Regions from separate parts of the Hordeum vulgare genome. Here region 2 is linked to region 1. The links are chromatin contacts, called in public Hi-C maps. All regions are on one chromosome and are shown on one strand. Each heading gives the region's core, a stretch centred on a gene start, on an enhancer-like site or on the middle of the called end of the contact. The rest is flanking DNA. Distances are from core to core; before and after follow the strand shown.

The links. A called contact is a pair of places that touch in the nucleus more often than the background predicts.
Region 2: a Hi-C map of seedling shows a contact between it and region 1, with 2.7 times the contacts expected there. The contact joins the promoter of LOC123403010 here to the promoter of LOC123406361 in region 1. A contact is called at or near these places in 2 of 6 Hi-C or Micro-C datasets (leaf and seedling) and 1 of 1 datasets of contacts at active chromatin or transcription factors (embryo).

Annotation. Positions count from the first base shown.
Region 1 is chr6H:487,723,870-487,730,511 of MorexV3_pseudomolecules_assembly, reverse strand. It overlaps LOC123406361 (eukaryotic translation initiation factor 5-like), which reads left to right and starts at 3,745. Exons shown (of 2, transcript XM_045099870.1): 1 at 3,745-3,896; 2 at 5,148-6,642. The coding sequence starts at 5,463. It overlaps LOC123401251, which reads left to right and starts at 1,103. Exons shown (of 3, transcript XM_045095000.1): 1 at 1,103-1,419; 2 at 2,327-2,448; 3 at 2,541-3,088. The coding sequence starts at 1,284. The coding sequence ends at 2,867.
Region 2 is chr6H:487,936,944-487,943,018 of MorexV3_pseudomolecules_assembly, reverse strand. It overlaps LOC123403010 (serine protease SPPA, chloroplastic), which reads left to right and starts at 3,766. Exons shown (of 12, transcript XM_045096987.1): 1 at 3,766-4,206; 2 at 4,561-4,744; 3 at 4,831-4,968; 4 at 5,301-5,471; 5 at 5,543-5,646. The coding sequence starts at 3,859.

The DNA.
Region 1 (6,642 bases), core at 2,496-4,995:
TTACTTACCATGTCATGCTGGCATGCCAAGGGGAGGCCCAAGCACAACCCAATGGCCCGCCATGCTGACTTTGTGCCGGGCTAGCCCAAGAACGACCCAATATATTAGGGCTTGCTTGGATTGCGACTCTCTTTGCCACATATTGTCACACTTGTCTTACTTGAAGTTCTTAAATTCTTAGCTACACTTTGGCTTGCCTTAGGGAGTTTTCCTACGCTTTTTGTATCTATGACATCTCGGCTAAAACCAAACATAAACCTAACTTGGTAAAACTTGTTTAAATTTAGGTGTGGCAAGTCATGGTATGGAACAAAACAACCCCTAAATATTACACTTTATCAATTTAAATCAAGATCTTTAACTACAACATGCATTTTCTTTAAAACTACTATTTAAAGCACCTTATGAAGTACTCCCTCCGTCCGGGTTTATTGGGCCTCTCAGCAAACCAACCGTGTTCCATTTCTACAAGGCCTCTAAATATTTGCAGTAAATTTCCCTCGATTCTTCCGCTCCATGCGTGCCTGATTGGTTAGGCATACAGGTCATTAGCTGCATGCACCACCTAATATAATTACTCCTATAGTGCTAGACGTGAGCCTCATTGGCCAAGTGAAAAAGCAAAGCGGGCCACCGACTGCATGTCATAATTACGACTTGCTCTGGTTGGCTGTTGGCGTTCTCAGAACAATGCATTCTTAGCGTTAAATCACGAGCCATTCTCAGAACAATGCCCGCCCCAAGCCCCTGGTTTAGTGTGAAGAAGAGAATGGCATGTTGGTTAAGAGGTGCCCAACAAACAAATAACAATTTTTAAAAACCTCTTAGCTAGCGAACATTTGCTAGGAGGGTGCATTTGCAAACAATTTCCCTCACGATTTTAGTTATAGAGGTGTGAATTTTTTTCAGGATAGCATGCAAATCTCTTTCTAAAGAAGGCACTTAAAAAACCCATAAAAAATGTCATCGTTTGATCTCGATCAAACAGCCGCGAGGGCGTTCTCTGCAAGTTCCTTCCCAGCGAACGTTCGCCGGTTAGCATTGCCAAAAAACAAAAGACAAGGAACAACTGAACCGGCTAACCGGCGCAGGGAACGTTAACCCCCACCAACCCCCCTAGGCGGCTCCCGGGCGCAGCCGCAGCGTATCACCCACGTTCCAGCCGGATAAACTAAGAGCCCAATCAATCACCGGCGGCTCCGCTCAACGATCCCTGATTACCTCGCCACCGGAGGCCAGGAACCTCGAAGCGGACAGCGAGAGGAACCGATCCAGAGGAGGAGATGGGCTCCTGCGAGATGACGGCCACGGAGGTAGCGGCGCTGCTGGATCTGAAGCCGCACCCGGAGGGCGGCTACTACGCCGAGACCTTCCGCGACTCCTCCGTCTCCCTCACCACCGCCCAGCTCCCGCCGCAGTGTATGCATACGATCACGCCCGCCCATTCCTCCTCCGTTTCGTCTGATCCGACCCCTCGCTCCTCCTCGGATGGGGTCTTAGCATGTGCAGACGTTAGATAGTACTAGTAGAATAGCATATTCTGGCAGGTGGGAATTCAGATAGAACCCAACATTTTGTTTGCATCATCAAGTGCGCAGAGACCAGGGGTGTTGGGGATTGGGGCATGGGCATGACACGATGTGCATATGCTTTGCCTATTAGATGCTCTTGTTACATAGTACTCCATCCGTCCCAAAATAAGTGTCTTAGCTTAGTACAATTTTATACTAGAGCTAGTACAAAGTTGAGGCAGTTGTTTTGGGACGGAGGGAGTACATCGTGCACTAAATCTGTTTTAATGTGAGCTATGCCGCTGGCTGGTATTGCTTCTGGAAAATAGATAGATAGCTGTATTGCATCTCCTCTGCTCCTACTGCACCTGTAAATGGATAGTGTAACATGTCACAAGACGGCTGCATAATTAGAGTTGAATCTTCTAACCGAAACATTGCGCTGTTATCACCTCCAGAACAGTTACGATTACTGCAAGTATCCTTGATAGGAACTCGCTGCATTTTCATATGCTCCACAAAGGCAAATTTAGTGTCAACTACTTTTCTGCTAATTTGGTGGCTCCATGTTTGGATTTGTACCTGTTGACGATTGTCTACCTTACTTTGTTCTGATTGTTAAAGAAGCAACATGTGTATGCTTCCTGATTTAAAATATTCACCATGAAGCCCTGCTTAAATGACTGTTCTGCTCTCCCTCTGTTTTAGCCTGCAGTGCTGTATGTATGAAGTGCGTTGTAGAAGTGTAGTGCAGGTGACCATGTTCATCAATCTGCATTGAAATACCTCTAATACTTCCTTAATGTATTCTGCAGACAAGGTTGGGCGTGCTGTGAGCACCGCTATCTATTTCTTGCTTCCTGCAGGAAGTGTTTCACGCCTGCATCGTATTCCTTGCGCTGAAACCTGGCATTTCTACAAGGGAGAGCCTCTCACGGTTGGTGACAGTTGCATGCTTGCCTTTATATGGGGTGTAAGATTGCCATTTTGATTATGTATTGCTAACACAGGTATTCTCTGTCTGATTAGGTCTTTGAGCTACACGACGATGGCCACATTGACCTCACCGTAATTGGCCCACACCTAGACGCTGGCCAGCGCCCCCAGTACACCGTGCCACCAAATGTGTGGTTTGGTTCTTTCCCTACGTTGGATGTCGAGTCGTTTGCATCCGATGGCAGCCATCTTGTCAACTCTCGGAAGCGAGACCCCGAGAAGCACTACTCCCTCGTCGGCTGCACTTGCGCCCCTGGCTTCGAGTACGAGGATTTCAAAATGGCCTCTTTTGATGATGTGAAAACCATTGCCCCGAAGGCAGAACCCTTCCTCAACTACCTTATTCCATCCAACAAGTAAGCAGGACCCGAGATGTTCATACTGAATGCAAGCAGCCTATTATGGCATTTATCCGGCCTGCCTGTATTGGCTTTGGATATCATTTTCTTTGGCTCCACGAGGTCTGTGTTTTTAGTCTTATCACTCTGCTGAAAGAACACTCATTGTGCCGGTGCTGGTTCCTGGTTGTAACATTTTATGTACCATAATTATTGGAATAAAGTTTGAGCTTGATGGTGAAACAGGAGGTTGCTTGTGTGGTTCTGTATGCCTTTGACAAACGCCCCTTGTTCCGCTGTCCAAAAACTCTGTTTTTCATTCAATCTGACTCAGTTGCAGACTTGCTGGACCCTTTCAACTTGTTCATGTTGGAACAGGAGTACGAGCACATGCCTAGATCCTTGATGGATATTGATTTTATGAAACCTTTCTAGCCAGTAAACGAGTCTAGCTGTTCATTTGTAATGTGCTGCAAATGAATGATGTCGATCATCAAGCGCGTGGATTTGCGGTCGGATTGTCTCACATTCCATTTGGTTTCATGCCGTTTTTTCTGGGATTTGAAACATCCCCCTGATTTCTCAAAATGGTTGTTATCGAATATACAGTTAGTTTTCTGTGACCAATCGATGGCGGCTTGATGAGAAAGAAAGAAAGAAAAGAAGCAACCGAAGAAACGCCGTCAAACCAAACCCTATTTCTCAAGCAAGATTATTGTACACACCCAAAACCACGCTGACAGCTGGGCGGACCGGCGGAGGGCGCTTCTGGATCTTTTCCATTCTGGCGATTACGAACCAGCCCTCAGGTTTTCCTGCAAATTACGCCCAGCGTGCCACTCGTATAAATACCGGCCTCCCCTTCATCCCTCCCCACCACAATCCCAATCCCTACCCCCGACTGGACGCGCAGCTCTCTCCCAGCCGAGGCGGCGCGACCTCCTCCCGCCGCCCCGCCCCGCCCCGCCTCGCCGGACCCCTCGCCGCCTCTCTCCGACCAGATCCGCCTCTCAGATCCACCGGACGCCCCCCCTCCGATCTTACTCTGCTGGTAAGCCAGGGTCCAGATGCGTAAAGTGGATAGACACGAGCAGATTCCAAGTATAAACTCTAAAGCCAACGGGCATGTTTGTTTGTGGGTGGGCATCACAAATTTACAAACGTATATTATGTGCGCACTGATTGATGGTGGCATATAGGCCTAGTTGTCTGTGGCCTCACATACTGGATTACTAGTATATCCATACATATTTCCATGTTCCAGAATCGTCCGTGCTTTGTTTATCAGTTTCTCCGTTGGGGGTTTCTCATACGTTTGGTATATCATGCGGTCAGATGTTTAGGTGCATACTTGTTCTTGATTTCGTGTTGTCAGTTTCTAGAGCACGAATTGGTATGGTACTGTAGGTTTTGAGTAGTACCGTGAGGCAAGTTTGGATGAATGTTTGTTGCGTGTGCGGTTGCCCTGTTTATTTTGTTGTCAGTTTGTACTTCCGTTGTGCTTGCAATTGTAGAGATTGTCCCTAGTCTCAGTTACTTATTTTTGTTGGTGACAATCTTAAAGAAGTAGATGTTGTCATCTTTGTTTCTCTGTTCCAGACAGTTGATTTCTCAACATGCTATCTTCATTATGAGTTTTCCTTTCATCTTGTGTATACCAATGTTGCATGTACGATACTTCTGATCCATGCCCTTAAGATGTGATATTCAGTATCATTAGTTGTAATAATCAGATATGAGTTTGTCATTATGCCTTGACTTGGCACTTGTTCAAAAGCAAATGGCCGTGTCCCCTAAACTGTATCAGAATATTAGAGTAGACCTCTGCTGTCGTTTTGGACACCTGAACAGGAGTTGCCTGAAAACTGTTGGCTAATCGTCTTCACTATCCCTTGTGAGCATGCTGGTTGTTTTGTGTTGGATGTGCTTCTGTAATTTTCATGGGGCTATAACAAGTGATACAAATATCTCAGCCTCTTAGTACTACTACTGCCTGACTTTGTTGATGTTGGTCACACATGTGTTGTCTGGACTGTTTATGGAGCTCCTGATTTTATCATTAGATTTAGTAGTCTCCTTTCTACAATTCTGCCAGCAACTGGTGGTATATGAACTGATTCTCTGTGATACTCTAGTCCCGTTTCCTAACCTACCCCAACCTGTTTGGGACTAACGGCTTTGTTGTTGTTGTACTCTAGTCCCGTTTCCGTAATGATAGTGTAATTTTAAATTCAATTAGTTTCTTGTATCTCACCTTACATGAAGAATCATCAATATCTGATCTTTGTCTTGTCTAATCCAGGCAGCAGCCTCTGTATCGCTGCAATCTGACAAAGTGGAGGGCCTAGAAGGTGAAGCTTCTTTTATGTCTGAACAAGCATCGGTTTATTTGGGATCAGTTGGATTGCTGGGAGAGTATTCTCGTTCAACGAGAAAAAGGCACAAGTTTTTGCTCCCCTGCATGCATCAAGAGCCTATTAGGATATCTGGTTCTGAGAATTCACTTGCCATCGCCAGTGCTCAAAGCCAGCTCAGTTTTCTTCAAGGATCAGCAGCTACTCTCATTTCTGAAATTTTCTACATCTGATAGTACCTGCTGCAGAAAGCTTGAGTCAAGATGGCGCTGCAAAACATTGGTGCTTCAAACAAGGATGATGCCTTCTACAGGTACAAGATGCCCAGAATGTTGACAAAAATAGAAGGCCGTGGTAATGGCATCAAGACAAATATTGTGAACATGGTTGATATAGCAAAAGCACTTGCCAGACCCGCTTCCTACACCACTAAGTACTTTGGATGTGAGCTTGGGGCACAATCAAAATTTGACGAGAAGACGGGAATCGCCTTGGTTAATGGTGCTCATGATACTTCAAAGCTGGCTGGCCTTCTTGAGAACTTCATCAAGAAGTATGTCCAGTGTTATGGTTGTGGCAATCCTGAGACTGAGGTTCTCATATCCAAGAAAGAGATGATAACTCTGAAATGTGCTGCATGTGGCTTCCTCTCTGATGTTGACATGAGGGACAAGCTCACTACATTCATCCTGAAGAACCCGCCAGAACAGAAGAAGGGAGGCAAAGACAAGAAAGCTATGCGAAGAGCTGAGAAGGAGCGGATGAAAGAAGGCGAAGCTGCTGATGAGGAGATGAAGAAACTCAAAAAGGATGCAAAGAAGAAAGGAGCTTCTTCCAAGGATACAAAGAAAAAGGCTGCCGGGGGAGGTTCTGATGAAGAACATGCAACCTCGCCAACTCACAGTCAAGGTGCCGACTTTGCAGCTGCTGCAGATGATGATGACGATGACGATGATGTGCAGTGGCAGACTGACACGTCAGCGGAAGCTGCGAGAAAACGCATGGAGGAGCAGCTGAGTGCAGCAACTGCTGAAATGGTTATGCTTGCCACTGAGGAGACGGAGAAGAAGAAGAGACAGGCCACGCACAAAGAGGGCAGTGCCAATGGGACACCAAAGGCTGAAGATAATTCCAATGGCAACCAGACCGGGCTCAAGACCACTCCTTATGATGAACTGGTTGAAGAGATCAAGGCCAACTTGGGCAATGCTGCCACCGTAGCTCAGCTCAAGGGTGTGCTGTCCTCCTCTGCCCTTCCCCCCAAGGACGTGATGCATGCTCTCTTTGAGGCACTCTTCCATGGTGCGGGCAAGGGGTTTGCGAAGGAAGTGGTGAAGAACAAGAAGTACCTTTCTGCTGCGGTGCCTGATGAAGGGTCCCAGATGCTCCTGCTCCAGGCTATCGAGGCGTTCTGTGGCAAGTGCAGTGCTGAAGCCCTGAAGG
Region 2 (6,075 bases), core at 2,517-5,016, 210 kb before region 1:
AATTAGCAAATATCACGGTGGGTAAACAAATTACCGTCGAGCAATTGATAGAACCGCGCAAAGTCATGACGATATCTAAGGCAATGATCATACATATAGGCATCACGTCTGAGACAAGCAGACCGATAATTTCTGCATCTACTACTATTACTCCACACATCGACCGCTATCCAACATGCATCTAGTGTATTGAGTTCATGACGAACAGAGTAACGCCTTAAGCAAGATGACATTATGTAGAGGGATAATCTCAAACCAATGATGAAAACCCCATCTTTTTACCCTTGATGGCAACAACACGATGCGTACCTCGCTACCCCTTCCGTCACTGGGTGAGGTCACCGCACGGTATGAACCCAAAACCAAGCACTTCTCCCATTGCAAGAATCATAGATCTAGTTGGCCAAACAAAACCCACTACTCGAAGAGAATTACAAGGATATGAAATCATGCATAAGAGAGATTAGAAGAAACTCAAATAAGATTCATAGATAATCTGATCATAAATCCACAATTCATCGGATCTCTACAAACACACCGCAAAAGAAGATTACATCGGATATATCTCCATGAAGATCATGGAGAACTTTGTATTGAAGATCCAAGAGAGAGAAGAAGCCATCTAGATACTAGCTAGGGACCCGTAGGTCTATGGTGAACTACTCACGCATCATCGGAGAGGTCATGGTGTTGATGAAGAAGCCCTCCGTATCCGAATACCCCCTCCGGCAGGGCACCAGAACGTGCCCGAGATGGGATCTTGCGGAGACAGAAGCTTGCGGTGGCGGAAAAGTATTTTTGATGATCTCCTGATTTTTTCTGGGATTTTAGGGAATATATAGGCGCAAAACCTAGGGCAGAGGAGGTCAAGGGGGCCCACAAGCCCGTGAGTCCCGGCCTCCCCCCTTGGCCGGGGTTGGGGGGCTTGTGGGGTCCCTGGGGACCCCCTGCCTTGGTCCTCACGTCTCCCAATCTTCTTTTGTTTCAGAAAAAATCTTTTCGGGGATTTTATTTCGTTTGGACTCCATTTAAAATTCTCCTCTGAAAAGGGTCAAAAACATGAAAAAAACAGGAACTGGCACTTGGCACTGAGTTAATAAGTTAGTCCCAAAAAATATATAAAAGGCATACAAAACATCCAAGGTTTGACAAGATAATAACATGAAACCATCAAAAATTATAGATACGTTGGAGACGTATCAGGGAGCTCGAGGAGGAGGTGCTAGAAATCCCTGGTACACCAGATTATGGTGGGAGGTTCATGAAAGCGCGTAGTGGATTGCTGCGGGAGGGGATCGAGGCGACGCAGGTCCTGGGCGGCAGCGGTGGCGGAGCAGTTCCTGGTGGGCTGCAAATCGCACAGCTGGCTGGCGCCTGCCCCTGACGACGCGCGGGCGATGGGCATAGGAAGAAGATGGGCAGAGGGACTTGTTTGAAATAGTTCCAGTTTTACAAGGTTCTTTTTTATAAAATGACCATTACACTACACTCCGAACATTCTTTTCTGGACGGAGGGAGATTACACTACCTCAGAGACAAAATTTGGAGGAAAATCTAGGGATGGAAAGAAATAATGCTCTCAACGGCGGGAAAGGAGATTTTAATAAAGGCCGTAGCCCAATCAGTCCCGGTATTTGCAATGGCATGTTTTGATCTCACCAAGACATTATGTGACCAGATTAGTGGGATGATATGTAGGTACTGGTGGAGTAATATTGATAACGAAAACAAAATTCATTGGGTTAGTTGGGAGCAGATGATGTTGCCAAAAAAGGAAGGAGGGCTAGGTTTCAGAGACCTCCATGTATTTAATAGGGCCATGTTGGCAAAGCAAGCTTGGAGGTTAGCAAATGCACCCAACTCCCTTTGTGCGAGAGTTCTTTCTGCTAGATATTACCCATCTGGTTAGATTATTAGAGCAATGCCAAAGGGCGGAATGTCTTATTCATGGAGAAGTGTCCTCAAAGGGGTCAAACTGCTAAGAGAAGGAGTAATCTGGAGAATAGGCAATGGTGAGAATGTGAACATACGGAAAGACCCTTGGATTCCGCAAGGTCAAAGTAGAAAACCACCTACTCCTCAAAGAAGGAATAACATCCTTTGGAAAGTCTCAGACCCAATTAACCTACTAGAAGGAGATTGGGATGATGATCTGGTAAAACAAACCTTCAACGGAAAAGATGCAGAACAAATATTGCAAATACCAATTAGTGAAGGCAATGAGGACCGGCTTGCGTGGCACTTTCATAAGAGGGGTTTATTTTATGTGAAATCAGCTTATCGAGTGGCAATTGAATCAGACGCAAGGAGGGCCCTTCATGGTGGGGCTTATGCATCTGGCACAAAAACTGAATATATACCCTTCGAGTGGGAGAAAGTGTGGAGGCTCCCTCTACGAGCTAAAATACTGCACTTCTTATGGAGAATGGCGAGGAACAGTCTTCCGATGGGACAAAAACTAATTCGACGAGGAGTTAAAGTTGATCGACGGTGCCCGATATGTTTAGTACTTATGAGGATGGTGGGCACATTTTTTCAAATGTAAATCAGTAAAGCAAATCTGTAGAACGGCTCAAACGGAAGACATACGACAAAATCTTCGTGATTGTTGTAGTCCGAAAGATGTGCTTATTCAAATATATAAACTTGATCGGCAAAAGGGTGCACGAGTAAGCATTCTTATGTGGCTTTGGTGGCATGAGAGAAACAAAGCTAATAAAGGGGAGGCAATAAGAAGCACGAATGAAATCATAGAATCTCTGGAAATTCACGAAAGTGAATACAATGAGCTATATAAGAGGAAATGCACTTAAACAATAACACCCAAGGATAGTTGTTGGAAACCTCCGGAGGAAAACTATCTCAAGATCAATATAGATGCAACTTTCACAAAGGAGACATGGACGGGAGGATGGGGTTTCATCATCAGAAACTTTGAAGGAGGAGTAGAAGCAGCAGGAGCAGGGAGACTGTGCAGACTATCTGAGGCAATTCAAGAAGAAACAATAGCCCTGTTGCATGCTGTTGAGAGAGCAAGCGAGCTGAGATGCAGGAATGTTATTTTTGAAACAGATGCACTGGTGGTGAAACAAGATGTCACTGGCGATGACTATGACAATTTAGTCTATGACGGTCTGTTCTGTGAAGCAAAATATAAATTTTTGTATTATTTTCAGTCTTTTTTCATCATGTGGTGTCCTAAGTCATGTAATGTAGCTGCTCATAAATTAGCGTCGTTTGGCGCGAGTTTGGTTGAACAAGAAGTGTGTATGTGGCTGATGCGATTGCTAGCGATTTAGGTGGACCGAATGTGTAATGGATTAAAGCTTTTCCATTTAAAAAAATACTCTCCCTGTTTCTAAATATAAGTCTTTTTAAATTTTTTACTATAAGACTACATATGAAGCAAAATGAATGAATCTACACTCTAAAGTATGTCCATATACATCTGTATGTAGTTTTATAATAATTTTTTTTAAAAACATATATTCAGAAACGGAGGAAGTACAAGTTTTGTTTGAAGAAAAGGAAGAACCGAAGAAAAAGCTGAAGAAATTCCAACCGAGCCTTCGTCGAGATATTTTCAACAGAGAGCTCAGAAAAGCGCCCATACTTTCACCTCACGCGCCCAACGTGGCGCCAAGTGAACCGCCCCACACCTATCGCCCCGAGCCGGCCACCTCCTCCGCTCCGCTCCCGACCCCACGATCTCTGGACCCCCCCAGCCAGCGCCATCTCCCCGCTCCGTCCCCCGCCCGCTTCCATTCCCTCCCACCACTCCACCCATCCCCCGACGCCGCGACCACGGGCGCGGCTCTTCCATCCCGCCCTTCCTTCCTCCCCGAAGCTTCGGGAGCAATGGCGAGGCTGCTCGTGCTCCGCTCGGCGCCTTACCACCGGTCCAGCCTCTCCGCCGCTGTCTCCTCCCGCTCGGCGTCCTTCCCCCGCCTCGCCCGCCGCCACCTCCCGTCGCCCCTCCGCGTGCCCGTCCGCGCCGTCGAGTCGTCCTCGGGGGCCACCAAGCAGGGGGAGGAGGCGCCTCTGGCCGCGGGCGAGGCCCAGGAGCCGCTGCCCACGGCGCCGGCGTTCGTGGTGGAGGAGCTCGGCTGGGGCACCCAGCTCGCGGTCAAGCTCAAGATGCTCGTCGCCCCGCCGTGGAAGCGCGTCCGCAAGGGCAGCGTCCTCACCATGACGCTTCGGGGCGAGGTGCGCTGCTCCTGCTCTTCGGCACCGCGCACTTGCTGATTTTGCTACCCTTCTCCATTTCGTGCATCATGGGAGAGCCTAATCATCTTAGCAGATGCCCTGGTACAGTGCTGTTTGTATTGTGGCCAGTTTACTTCTGCTGTTGCAGATCCTGGCACACGCCGTGTGCGTGTGCGTGTGCGTATGCTTGCGTGGGTGGGTGGATTGGCGTGTGTTCCGTTCGCTCATACGCACCTGCCACTGTATTTGGTCATTTTGTAATCTAGACATGTTTGGGCTTTGTTTGAACATTTGTTAGTCTTGATACTGTATTGTGTGGGTTTGGATTTTGATGGTGTGTTTCCGTGGTTGCAGATATCCGATCAGTTGAAGACCCGCTTCTCGTCAGGGCTCTCACTGCCGCAAATCTGCGAGAATTTTGAGAAGGCAGCGTATGACCCGCGGATATCAGGGATTTATCTGCACATAGAGCCGTTGAGCTGTGGATGGGGAAAGGCGGAGGAAATCAGAAGGCACATTGTGGATTTCAAGAAATCTGGTAATCACAAGCTTCTGCTGAATTTGGTGTATCACCTTTATGTTCATGTATGTCATACTATGACAAAGTGTTGGATATTTTTGTAGGTAAATTTGTTGTCGGTTACATGCCTGTCGGAGGGGAGAAAGAATACTACCTTGCTAGTGCATGTGCTGAGCTGTATGCACCGCCAAGTGCTTATGTTGCTTTGTATGGTCTAACCATTCAGCAGACATTTCTCAGAGGTAACTGCATGTACGGCGATAACATAATACCTCTGGTTATTGGTCAAGTGCACCATGATCTAGAAGCGTTATTTTCTGCTGATCCCCAAACCTGTTCCAAAATTACACTTGTTATGGTGCGACAGAACTATAGAAGTGTTTTGCTATTTTTACAGTAAATATCCTTCATCCTGTCATAACTTTCAATGCATTTCTGATAGTTTAGCTTCTCATTGTGAACCAAGTTTTGTAAGCTTGGTCATGCCCTGTGTGTTAAAATGAGACAATCTGAATGCAACCATGTTTCTTTTCTGGTAGCTAACAGTCTAGCACTTTTTAATTCGATTTGCAAGGTGTGCTTGAGAAAGTTGGAGTACAGCCAGAAATTCAACGAATTGGTCGCTACAAAAGTGCTGGAGACCAACTTGGGCGGAAGAGCATGTCAAATGAAGTTAAGGAGATGCTGGGTGCACTGCTTGATAATATCTATGGAAACTGGCTGGATACAGTGTCTTCCACACAAGGTAATTTAAATAGATCTGTTCAGTTTCACATATTTAATTGAAACATCATCATTAGAGATTTTTTTTTCTAGGGAAGAAAAAAGAAGAAATTGAGGAATTTGTCAACTCAGGAGTCTATCAGGTCGAGAAACTTAAGGAAGAAGGTTGGATAACGGATCTATTGTATGATGATCAGGTACAGATTCCCTCCTCAGCTGATCACTCAGGTGGCAAGTAAATTGCACAAGACTAAATCAAGTTAAGTTAGGTGTTAGTGTTACTGCATCTTCTGCCCAACCAATGGTGATTAGTAAATTGTATTAGGAATGTAAGTGATGTTTTAACTTTGACGTTCGTTATTTCCTCTTTTTCTTTCATGTCATCAACATTAAGAAAACAACAAAAGTTCAGTCTCTTTGTTTCGGGGTCTATAGTAACATGTGTTGTAGGCAGATGTTGAACCAGCAGAATGTTATACATCAAAGAAGCACCCATGAACAAGAAATAGAAGACAGAGACGCAAATCTAGTCCAAGAGAAATAAAAGACATGGTACCTAATATGTATTAGGAATGTAAAGTGATGTCTCTCTATTTATATTTTAGGTGTGTAATATAGTGAGATCT